Regions from separate parts of the Zea mays genome. Here region 1 is linked to region 2. Evidence: chromatin contacts called from public Hi-C data. All regions are on one chromosome and are shown on one strand. The core of a region is the stretch at or near the end of the contact, and the rest is flanking DNA. Distances in the headings are between cores, read along the strand shown. Region 1 holds the start of LOC100193152. Region 2 overlaps LOC100279717.

What was found. Hi-C and Micro-C count contacts between places; a contact is called where the count stands out from the background.
Region 1: a Hi-C map of ear shows a contact between it and region 2, with 2.8 times the contacts expected there. The contact joins the promoter of LOC100193152 here to the enhancer-like site in region 2. A contact is called at or near these places in 5 of 25 Hi-C or Micro-C datasets (ear, endosperm, leaf and 1 more).

Annotation. Positions count from the first base shown.
Region 1 is chr5:35,822,740-35,828,546 of Zm-B73-REFERENCE-NAM-5.0, reverse strand. LOC100193152 reads right to left here and starts at 2,121. Exons shown (of 27, transcript NM_001399091.1): 1 at 1,626-2,121. The coding sequence starts at 1,859.
Region 2 is chr5:35,748,924-35,754,755 of Zm-B73-REFERENCE-NAM-5.0, reverse strand. LOC100279717 reads right to left here. Exons shown (of 13, transcript NM_001366101.1): 4 at 5,146-5,232; 5 at 4,979-5,062; 6 at 4,822-4,908; 7 at 4,644-4,730; 8 at 4,345-4,398; 9 at 4,178-4,269; 10 at 3,977-4,091; 11 at 3,750-3,900; 12 at 3,098-3,251; 13 at 2,214-2,569. The coding sequence ends at 3,106. Among protein-coding and RNA genes, the nearest start is that of LOC100279717, 14 kb to the right of the region's middle. Within about 2 kb of position 1,930, at least 16 of the 20 cell types and tissues checked have an H3K27ac peak or open chromatin away from gene starts, as enhancers often do. A contact at or near this core is called in ear, endosperm, leaf and 1 more, where this site is marked.

The DNA.
Region 1 (5,807 bases), core at 872-3,371, 74 kb before region 2:
TAGTATTTTAATTTATGGGACACTATTTTGAGTCACCTTGTTGGAGATGCTCTTAGAGTATCAGCTTCAAATAACTCTATAATCAATATCTGGTACAAACCAAAAATAGGAGAAAGGGGGACTGGCATTAGTGTGATGCACTGAAGTTCTTGCAAAATACACTTAAATGTACTACAGATGCAACATATGTATAGGAAGAGAAGGGGAAAATACTACCAATAGGACCCATTCTAATACAAACTACAATGGCAAAGGGGTGAGATCAAACATGTTTCGGAACAAACTCATGTGTTTGTGTTCCGCTCATTAAAGCATGAAGATCCATTAAACCACAGTTACCCGGCCATAGTATGATCTGCAAGATACAATTAAAGCATGAAGAATCTTCAGGCAACAATAATCAAGGTTTCTGGCTTGTAAGACGATCCAGCTCGAACACAACCATACGATACGAGACATAACCGAGATCCAACCGCCGAGCCGACAGGACCAAGGCCAGATTTGGGTATGGGGCCAACCAGGGCGGTGGCCCCAGGCCCCCAAATTTAATGGGCCCCTCCCCATATATGTCTTATATAGGTATCTTTAAACCCAGTAAAAAACCTAAAAAAACTAAATCTCCTAAGAGCTTGTCGCCCACTCGTCCTGTTTGTTGCCTCGCCGCCGCCAGGACACGAAACCTCTGACCTCTCTCGGAAGCCCTCCTCCCTGGCCCCCCTGGTCGTACAGGTGCACTGCTCTTTTGTTTGATTCGTGTAGGTTGTGGCCTTTGGTGAATTATTATTTTATTATTCTTGCTTGTTGCTTTCATACGTTGTAGGCCAGGGCCACTGGGCCTCAATGAACAATGATGATCCCCTCCACTCGAACCCGAAGAAGCAAAATTATATTAGTGAATTTTCTTGTTTTTGTATGTTGTAGGCCTTCGTGATCTCCTTCACTTGATCTTGGCCTCTGCCTTGCGGGATGCGGCATGGTTTTGTATTGTATGATTAATTTAATATGTTTTTAATATTATGTTATTTTTTATTGATAAAAATATGTATATGTACTAAATAAGTAGGGGCTCCTTTACAATAAGGCCCCGTTTGTTTCGTTGGAATTGAATTCCATTTTAATAATTATAATTTAGACCAAACTAATTAAGTTCATATATTTATATATGTAGTATATTTGTATATTATCTTAAATCATATGAGAGAGATAGTTATATACTACATTATGTTATAGCGAAAAGTGTGCTACAAGTTGTGTATCGAAAAAATAGCATGTAAATCTATAGAATCAATTTCCATCTATCAACCCATGAATTTGAGATATGCTTATATGATAATTCTGGAAAGTGGTGGAATGCCACATTCTAAAAAAATAGCTTATTCCATTAGTAAGATTCCAATTCTTCCAAATGAAAGGAAACAAACGGGACCTAAAGGAAAATTCCCTGAATCCTGCGCTTTTCCTGTGTCTTTGAACTAATTCATGTGATATTTCTGCGTTCCAAAAGAGCTCTAAAATTATATTTATATAGAAGGGGGCCGATATTTAAGTTTGCCCCAGGTCTCTAAAATGACAGCTCCGGCCCTGGGCCGGACCAAATGTCAGAATGGGGGTCAATCGCGGCGTACCTTGTACCCGACAGGGGCGTTGGCCTCGCGGTCGTTGCAACAGACGGTGCGCACGGAGGGTGCCATCGGCTGCGGCTGCCTCCGGAGGCTGGTGCCCCCGCCGCCGAGCCGCGCCGTGGACTCCCGGCGCGCGAAGCCTGAGGAGGAAGCCCCGCCACCCCCCGCCTGCTCACCGCCCAGCCGCGCCGTGGCCACACGCACCATCTCCTTTATCCGTGCGCTCATCCCGCTCATCCCTTCCCTTCCACCACCAAATCGAAACCGAACGAACGACACCGAGATCTGGCGGGAGGCGGGAGGCTGGAGGACCTCACGGTGGGCTGGGATCGAACGCGAGATCGGGAGCGCGAATCAGGCCGGTTTAGCGAGGCTTTGTGTAGATTTTAGCGCCGGGGGCTGGGGAGGATGAGGGGATTGGTGCTCGAATATGATCACGCGTCACCGGTGGTGCTCCTGGGCGCGTGGGCGTCAGCTTTCTTTCGCGTGGCTCCTTCCCTTCCTTCGCCGGGAGAGCAGACGTCGGAGGAAACGCAGGGGGTGAGGAAGTGGATGATTTTTGTAAGATGCACCCTGGCCTAACCTAAAAATACGGGTTTCAGAAGTGAGCTTTTGAAAGATTCCCACCCACCCCCAGACCGAGAATACTGCGATTCGAAAGTTGAGCTGTGTAGTTGAATACTTGAATCTTTTTCTTCGCTTTTTACTTCTCTCCATTTCCATACGAATATTCTTACTTTTGCTTCCACACCGAGACCGGAATCAATATTTCCAAAAATATACTTGGTTGCATAACTTTTACGTCAAAAAACAATGTAATTGTAATTTTATCTGAAGTTAAACTGTCCTAAATTTAATTAACTTTATATAAAACAATTATCAATATTTATAACAAAAAATATACATGTTTTGAAAATATATTGTGTTGGTACTACTGATATATGATAAGTATTAATGCCTTTACAGAGCTTAGCGCTCTGAGGGCATGTTTGGTTCTAAGGTTAGTTGTTTAAATTCTGCTTCACAATTTACCACGCCTAAGTTAATATTGTCATGCTTTTATAAGTTATTGACAAGCGAGACATATATAGCAGGCAGAAATTCTTGCCACAACTATGGTTCTAAACTAAACACATGTCTAACTTGATCAAACTTGTCTAACCTTAGGTGTGGCAAATAGAGATGGCCAAACGGGTCGCCCGTTTCGACCCGGGCCCGGTGAAGTCTGGCCTGTTTTGGGCCCGGCCCGGTAGGCACGGTTAGAAAAACGGGCCGGTCATTTAAACCCGCGGGCTCGTTTTCCTGTCCGAGCCCGGCCCGCAGCAGGCCTAAACGGGCCGGGTCTGCCCGGTAAGCACAGAAAAGCGGGTCAAAACGGGCTAAACGGGCCGGTAAGCACAATTTAGTGCAAAAAGGGTTTGACAGGCTTATAGGTAAACGAGTCGTGTCGGGCCAGCCCACCGTGCTTAGTTTCCTGTCTAGGCCCGGCACGCTTATCTGTGCCCGGGCCGGCCCGGGGCTGCATAGAACCGGGTCGTGTCAGGCTCGGATCGGGCCCAAACAGCGGGCTTCGTGCCGAGCTCACGGGCCTCGTGCTTATTTGCCATCTATAGTGGCAGATTGTGGCAGGTGAGGCACAAACAAACAACCCCTTAGTAAGCAATAGTTTGATTGAGGACAAATTTAGAGTTACATCCTTGGAAACATATCTGGTGCACATAAGCTTTTGATACACATATGGTGCACAAGAATTATCAAAGTTCAAAAAAATGAAAAATTCATACATATTTTTTCCATCCTACTCCAATTATATACAAAACTTCAATTTCAAATTGATTATATTTTAGTTGTAATAAAAAAGTAAAATTTCTAACAAGTTTAAATTAGATAATTAGCTAAAATATTCTTTTTTATTAAAGCTAACATATAATGAATTTTAATTTGAAATTTTATATATAATAGGAGTAGGATGGAAAGAATATGTATGAATCTTTTGTGAACTTTGTTAGTTCATGTGCACTATATGTGCACCAAAGGTTCATGTGCACCTGATATGTTTCCTACATCCTCTGTCTTGGGATAGAACAATTTGAATTTTGCCCCGAGCATGATTATATAAGTATTAAAAACCATGGTCGCTTTTGTGTTCTTGTAGAACCCTCATTTAATTAACCATTGGTATAAGTGATGGATTATGCGGAGGCTACACTAGCGCAAAACAAAAAACAGAAACTGTTGCGGTTATAGATCATGGAATTACCACTAGACTCGCAGGACAGTGGAAGACATCTCGATGTATACAAATGTGTCAAGCAGTGTTGTGCAGTCGTCGACGACCTTCACGTCCTCACGCGGTTTGTCCTAGTGCTCCAGATGTAGCACCTCCGAGGTATTCACACGTATAGGGGGAAGCGTCGTGTTCTGAACCGCTAGGTTCGCGACGGTGGCTAGGCGAGGGCGAGTGGCGGACGGCTGCTCGTTTACTGGTGGCGAGTTAGGGTTACCTTAACCGCGCCCTTGTGTAATACCCTGAATTTGGAGGTATAAAATTTCTTTCTCATTATCATCCAAATTCACGTGTTACTCTTCTCTATATCACTCTAGTTTCTATCTCTCTCTAGTTTCTCTCTCTCTCTCTCTTTCTCTTTTGGTTAGGGTTAGCTTAATTAGTGAGGGATTATTTATTCTATTTTTGACAAAGCATATGAGTCATGAAATTTGCATCATGTTGAACCACAAATATTCTTTGAATTGTTGCACATGTTTGATTTGGTTTGAATTTGAAACTTGATTTAAATTTGAATTAAAAACACTAGAGAAAATAAATAGAAAAGCAATTAGAAATTCCCTGGAAGATAGAAAAAACCATTTTAGCCCAGTCGGCCCACTAAGCCCAACCCCGCGCGCGCCCCTCGGTGTCTGACAGGCAGGCCCCGCCTGTCGGCGCCAACCCGCGTGCCCTCTCTCCCTCTCTCTCTCTCTCTCTCGCTGCCCCGTGGGCCAGGTTTGTCAGCGCCGTTCTTATCGCCTGCGCGTCCCTCTCTCTCTCTGTCCCGCCGAACCCACCTGTCAGCTCGTCCCCAACCTCCCGTCCACGATCCCCCGTCGTGGACGCGCCCACGACCGCGCGACCTCCGGCCACCTCCGCACGTCCCCGCCCCTTTTGAGCCTCGTCCCCTGCTCGCCCACCTTCCTCCGCTCACTTGCGACCTCTCTCTCGCTCTGCACGCGCGACCAAAGAGCTCCGTCACCGCCCACCGTCGAATGTCGGTCGTTCTGCGACCGTCGTCGAGCCCGCGCCCCGCATGTTGCCTCGATGAGTTCCGCCTTGCCGTCAGCTACTCGGGACACCCTCTGGTTTGCCCTTCTCCTCCCTGGTTTGTCTAGTTCGCGCTCATCAGAGCGTTTCTTGCGCAGTCGGAGCCCCACCGTCGTCGACCCGAGGCTCCATCGCACCCCCGCCGTTCTCCAAACGTCCCAGAGTTCGCACTCGAGGTGAGCACCCTTCCCATGCCTATAGGTGTACATTTGGGCCGCCCGGCCCGGCCCGGTCCAAGCCCGAAAAGGCCCGTATTGTTTGAATTTCGGACCGGCCCGACCCGTTTGAATTTCGGGTCGTGCCGGGCCGGCCCATGACCCAGCCCGTAATTGCTTAAACGTGTCGGGCTCATTTCGGGCGGCCCGAAATTATAAAAGCCCGAAATTTAATTTTTGGCCCGAATTTCACATTAGGGACCGAAATTCAATTTTTGGCCCGAAATTCACATTAGAACCCTAAATTCAAAAAAATAATAAAACAAATAAAAGATAAGACAAATAAATTTGAACAAAATCAAACTTAATATTTGTATTAAAGTTACCACAGCTATGCAATGACTACCTCGTTTATAAATCATTTTGTTAGAAGGAAAAAGAGTATAATCAGCTCTATACAAAGTTCGTAAGTTCAATTTATTGTCTAATGTTCATAACAAAAGTAAAATTACATCACACACTCTAATTCAATCATTTTGTTAGAAGGAAAAAGAGTATAATCAGCTCTATACAAAGTTTGTAAGTTCAGTTTATTGTCTAATGTTCATAACAAAAGTAAAATTACATCACACACTCTAATTCAAAGCTACAAAAAAACATATAACTAGCATTATCTCTAGCTTTGGGTTCTTTATCAAGTATATGAAAGTG
Region 2 (5,832 bases), core at 681-3,180:
GTTGTCAGAACTAGTCACTAGAAGCGCATTGATGGCGCACCGGACTGTTCGTTGCGACCACACATAGAACAGTGTTGTAACGACTAGTTTCTGTTGGTTGGGCTATTTATACCCCTTCCAACAGCCACATTCATTGTCTTGCTACCTCAACCACCAAGTATTCATCGCTTGAGCATTGCAAGTCCAAATTGCATAGTGAGGTGATTAGCAAAATCATAATCCCGCGTTAGGACCTCATTAGTGCACATGAGAGCCACCTATAGCACACACCGCATGCATTAGTCTTCTCTTAGTCAAGTGAAAGTCTATGGCTTATTACTCTTGTTGATCGACATCACCTAGACGGCTCGACGACATTTGGAGCTTGGTGAACACCCCGGAGGCTTTGTTGGTGACCCGACCAGGAGATTGTACACGGTCGTGACGGATCCACCGCGCAAGAGAGGCAAAGGATCATCTCATAGTGAGCACTTGGTCCTTGCGAGGACTAAGGGGGAGCAATACCCTTGCACGAGTGCTCCAACGAGTACTAGTGGAGAGTGCCGACTCTCCTATACCTTTGGAAAAACTTGGAGGAGTCTTCTTGGCCCTACTTTACATTCTGCATTTACTTTGAACAATTTACTTTGTGTATTTGCATTCCTAGTATTTGCCATGATGACTTAGGGTTTGCTTACTGTTTCCTAGTTTTAGTGATTTAGCTAAGTAGTTGGGCGAAGTTGTCCTCTTGTTTAGAGTTTAATCTTTTGCAAGAAATTTAGAGAAGCTCAATTCACCCCCCCTCTATTGGGCATCATGATCCTTTCACACCTATTGTCCTAGCCCTCAAGGCACCTTGCTCGCTGCCCTATGAGGCACCTCAAGCATCAGTCATGGGGCATCCCTTGCCCCAACCCTTGGGCCACCTCACGCATTTAACTCAAAAACACCTCTTGCCCAAGTTCTTGCAGTACCTCGCTCATCAGCCCAAGAGACACCTCTTGCCTCGGTTTGGTCCACCAACAACAACTTCCTCCTCCATGGCAAGCACATCTTCGTGCTACGACAAATGTTAGGTTGTGCCTCATATTTGAAGAAACTAGTGCTTACCTGTTGTAGTCGTTACTCATTAAGTTTCAAGTTAATCAGATCTAGTTAGCCTACGCGTCTGTGTCGTGCAATTATCCGACAGCGCCGCCACGCGATAGTGTTGGGTGTCAGGCGACACTTCCACTTGTGGTTCTGATCGTTTTTTTAGCTCAATTTTTACAGGTAGTCTATTCACTCCCTCTAGGCAACATCAAAATCCTTTTAAGTTTCATTATCCTTTGCATTTTCCTCATGAATTATGAAGTATAATTAATATTCAATTGGTTGTAAAAGTATGTTGAGTTTTTTCACTCTTAATGTTATAAAAAAAATAGTTTAAAACATGCTTCAATAATAAAATATTTGAACAGAGAAAGTTGGAGTTGAACCGCGCATTCAAAAGAACTACTGCACAGAAAGTTGGAGTTGATTCGCGTAGTCAAAAGAATACCTGCAAAGAAAGAAAGCAAAACTTGACCGTGTACTTGTAACGAAAGAGCCGCCGGTTACGTTGTCATGTCCACGCAAGCTAGGTCCCGCAGCGTCAGTGGCAATGAGACTTGCATGCGGTCAAACGTCTGGAAATTTTCTGACGCGCCACAGGTTTGACTTTTGACATGCCTGCAGGCTGCAGCTACAAAGTCTCAGGTCAAGATTTGCCCAATCCTGTGCCGTACAGAAGTTTCCAATCTCTCTGCATGCTACGACAATAGAGGTTACCTACCAGCACGTCCGACATATGAACTTCGCGTTATTCACCAACGTGTTTGGTAGAAGAAACCAAAGGAACCGAACTGTACACAACCGCCAACGTATTTGGTCGAAGAAACCAAAGGAGCCGAGTTGTACGTGTGTACGATCGTGCGTCGGCTCTTGGGCTGAGGACATGTTCTGACCAACTCGTAACAAGGTAGCACAGGTCACGGAGCCAACAACCAGCCAGATTCCGTTAGTATACAACAAAAAGGCACCAGACATCTAACGGCAATGAGAGCAACCAGCAACATGGAGAACAAAAACTGGAACTGGAATTACATTGGTAGAGAAACTGAAGGCTCCTACATCTTGTAGGCAGCGAGCATATGGATACAGCAAAGAGGTTAAATCCAACGCGACCAGAGTGAAAGAAAAAAAAGGGGCTTATAGCCCTTTAAGGGCTAGTTTAGGAACCTCATTTTTTCTAGAGATTTCTATTTTTCCACGAAAAAATATTTCATTTCCCCTTGAAAAATAGAAATACCTTGGAAAAAATAGAGTTTCCAAACTAGCCTTCAAAATTTCTCTCAAGTATTTTCTTCTATAGGAAGTAATGGTACACATGGGCAGCTTGAGTATCATGAGCTAAAATGTAAAAGGGTAAAATCAAATGTTACATGCCCCTTCCCCTTGCTGAGGCTGCTACCTAGGCTGCTTGCTTCCCCGAGAGCCCGCGTCCCGTCATACCCACATGGAACGCTGTTCCACCACCAAGGATGATGACAATAACCTTTTTCTACAAGACCTGGAGAGATTCTCAAATTGTCATGATTTCAGTGTTAATTTGTCACTGCCAAATAACCATAATCTGAATGTGGCTCAGATGACTAAAATCCAGGATAGTATATGAATCAAAGGACTTAAAAAACACAGTTAGTCAGTTATGGCGAATTCTGTGGTGAGTGTTGTATATGAAGCATTCTAAGCACATAGCAGAGATTTGCCATGATTTTCAGCATTGATTTTCCCCTAGCAAAAGTTGAAAAGCATGACCCAAAAGAACGAAGAATCATGAACTCCTACAGCACAAATAGCGTCTTCTGTCGACAATAAAATGATTTCTGGTGCAGCAAAAGAATATTGCAAGCACTGGTCACATAAATGCAAGCGCATATATTGTACTGAACTAAACGCCCACGCATTAGGAGCAAGGAGAGGGGAACCCACCACACATATACAATCACGGTAAAATCCAACACCATTCATGTCAACAAAAAAACATGCAGTTCCAGTAAGAAGCAATATGACGGCACTGATTTCCTGTGTAACATACCTAATGTGTCAACTTCTGATTCTAGGCTTGCACCGGAACTCGGCTAACAGTGCTATGTGATCTGATGACCATCCAGGAGATGGAAGAGCTGTGTCTTTTCTTAAACTTTCCTCATCCAAAAGTTCCAATAATGAATCCACTGTCAAGGAGTCCGCTGAAGGAGAACAAACATGGTCATTATCAAAAGAATAAGCACAATTAGTGCCTTTAATCTTATTCCAGAAAAATGGAGATACAGAAGCTGCAAACACAGAATAACAGGCTACATATGCAGGGCCTGTTTGGAAGTAAAGTATTTTTTTACAGTTTTTAGGCAATACCATGGTTTTTACTAATACCATAGTATTTTATGTCATAAGGTGTTTGGTTGCATTCCTGAAAACTATGTTTTCAAAACCATGATATTCTAGATACCATAGTATTTTTGGTGGAAACTCCACTCCAACCCGAAGTTTTCAAGCCATGGGTAGCTTTTACCTAATATTATGGCTTATAATGTTGTATCTAAACAATGTTTATCAAAACCATGGTATTTTTGGAGCCGGCCAAAACTATGGTATTGTCATGACAATTGTGAAGTATAGTATTGTATAACCATGGTTTGATAAACATTGTGGCCAAACAGGCCCGCAGTGAGGCTCCATGCACCAACCTGTGTAAAATATGTAATCAACAGTTCCAGTAAAATCTCTTGTGCAATTTGTGAAGAGTGGTTCATTTGTTGCAGGGTCTGTCCTTCTCCGCTGATGCTCCAAATCATAGCCAACACCTACCATTCTTGCAAATGCAGAGTATGCACTGACCTAAGCACAAGCAACACCATTGTTCAGAATATGACCAGAGCAAAAAGGGTACCAAAACCATGGCAGATTAACTGACCAGAGGAAGCTGATGATTCAACTTGCTTGGAGGGCGTAAAATTCCAAGGGGGTCTATTGCCAGATCTGGATGATGCTGATCAACTTTGCCCATTGCAAGAAGCGCATGTGGAGAACTGAAATGTACAATTGTGCGATTAAAAAATCATAGTTCAAGAAAAAAACTGATAAATATTGCCATGATTTCCAAATGCAGACGCACCTCCCAGGGGGCGAGTTGAAATCTCCACAGACCAACATAGGAATGTCTGCGCTGACAGCTATCTTCTCCAATCCTTTTAAGAGGGTATGAACCTGTAAAAACTGAAGGTATTATTATCCTGGAAAATTGAGATAACAGAAACCACTAGCGAATGTGGTCATACGGACCTCCCATAGCTTCACATCTTTTAGGTCTTGATGAACATTTATATGTGTATTTGCCTGCAAATTGAAATCGTTTAAGAAAACAATGAGGCTAGATAGCCTCATGACAACAAAATTGTATTGGTGTGCCAATAAGGGTAAGGGAAAGACGTAAATGATAAAGAGAAAGAGCAATATATGATAGAAGTAGGTCTCAAAATCTAGAGGAAAATGGTAAACGTCAATTTTCAACATGAGGATGATGCTAAGCATATTACAAGCTCTTTGTACCCACCAAAAGAAAGAAGATTTTATTCACGTACCACACAAAGTAGCTGTCTTTTACCAGGATTTTCAGCTCCATGATTAGCAAATTTGGCTTCTAAAACCGCAATTAGTGCAATGTTGTCCTTTAAAGGGATGGGGAAAGGGACATTATTAAAATTAATAAATAGAACTAATGACAGGATATATAATATAATGTTTCATTGTTTTTCTTACTTTAATCAAACGATTTAAAGCCAGTCTTTTCTGAGCAGAAGGAATAATCGCATCTGTTAAGGACTGTGCAGCCTTATTGAACTCAACCTATTCAAAAAAGTGCAATAATTAGATAGGTGCAACCAGCCAATAACTATGAACCTAGAAGTGATCATACCTCGTATTTTTTAACATGCGAAAACTTGTCTCTGCGGAAAAAAGTAGCACAGCCATCTATGGCCATAGGATTTCCAGAATACACCTGTGACAGCAAAGGAGCAGTATCAAACAGGACAGTAAAAGGTACCAAATCAAATTAACAAAGTAAAAGAAACTCAAAGTTACCTCTGTTGTCCTTTTCTTGTAAAGCGCCTGATATCCATGTCTGTCAAGCTCAGGTGAAAAAAAATCTTCAAAGTGGTTTACTTGTACCTAAAAAAAAGGATGATTTAGATCTTGCTTTGATGAACATAGACATTATTGATTATTGAATTTAGCTTGAGAGACAATTCCACCAATTACCCCATTCCAAATTGCAAATCATTTTAGCTTTGTCCTAAGTCAAACTTCTCTTAGTTCTCTAGCTTTGAGCAAGTTTATATAAAAATGCACAAACATCTACAATAACAAACTAGATTGATTAGATACACCATCAAATCTATTTAGATAGTGCATAGATGCTAATATATTTTTCTATAAACTTGGTCAAAGTTAGACAAGTTTGACTTATGATAAAGCTGAAACAGCTTTTTGGAATGGGGGGAGTATGTGTTGGGGTTAGACTTTCTTTGCATTATACTCCATACAAAAACTTAAGAGACCAATATTACAAAGAGCACAACATAAATGCAAGTAGATTCAGAAACCTCTTGGTAATTGTCATGGACCTTCGGTCCATGGGGATAGCTGTCTTCTCCGGCGAGGTTATACCCATCTGCCGCAGGCTTGGTTCTAGTGTAGCAGCCCTAGCCGCTTGAGAGGGTCATTGCAAGAGAGAGAGAGAGAGAGAGAGATTGGTTTGATAATGATCTT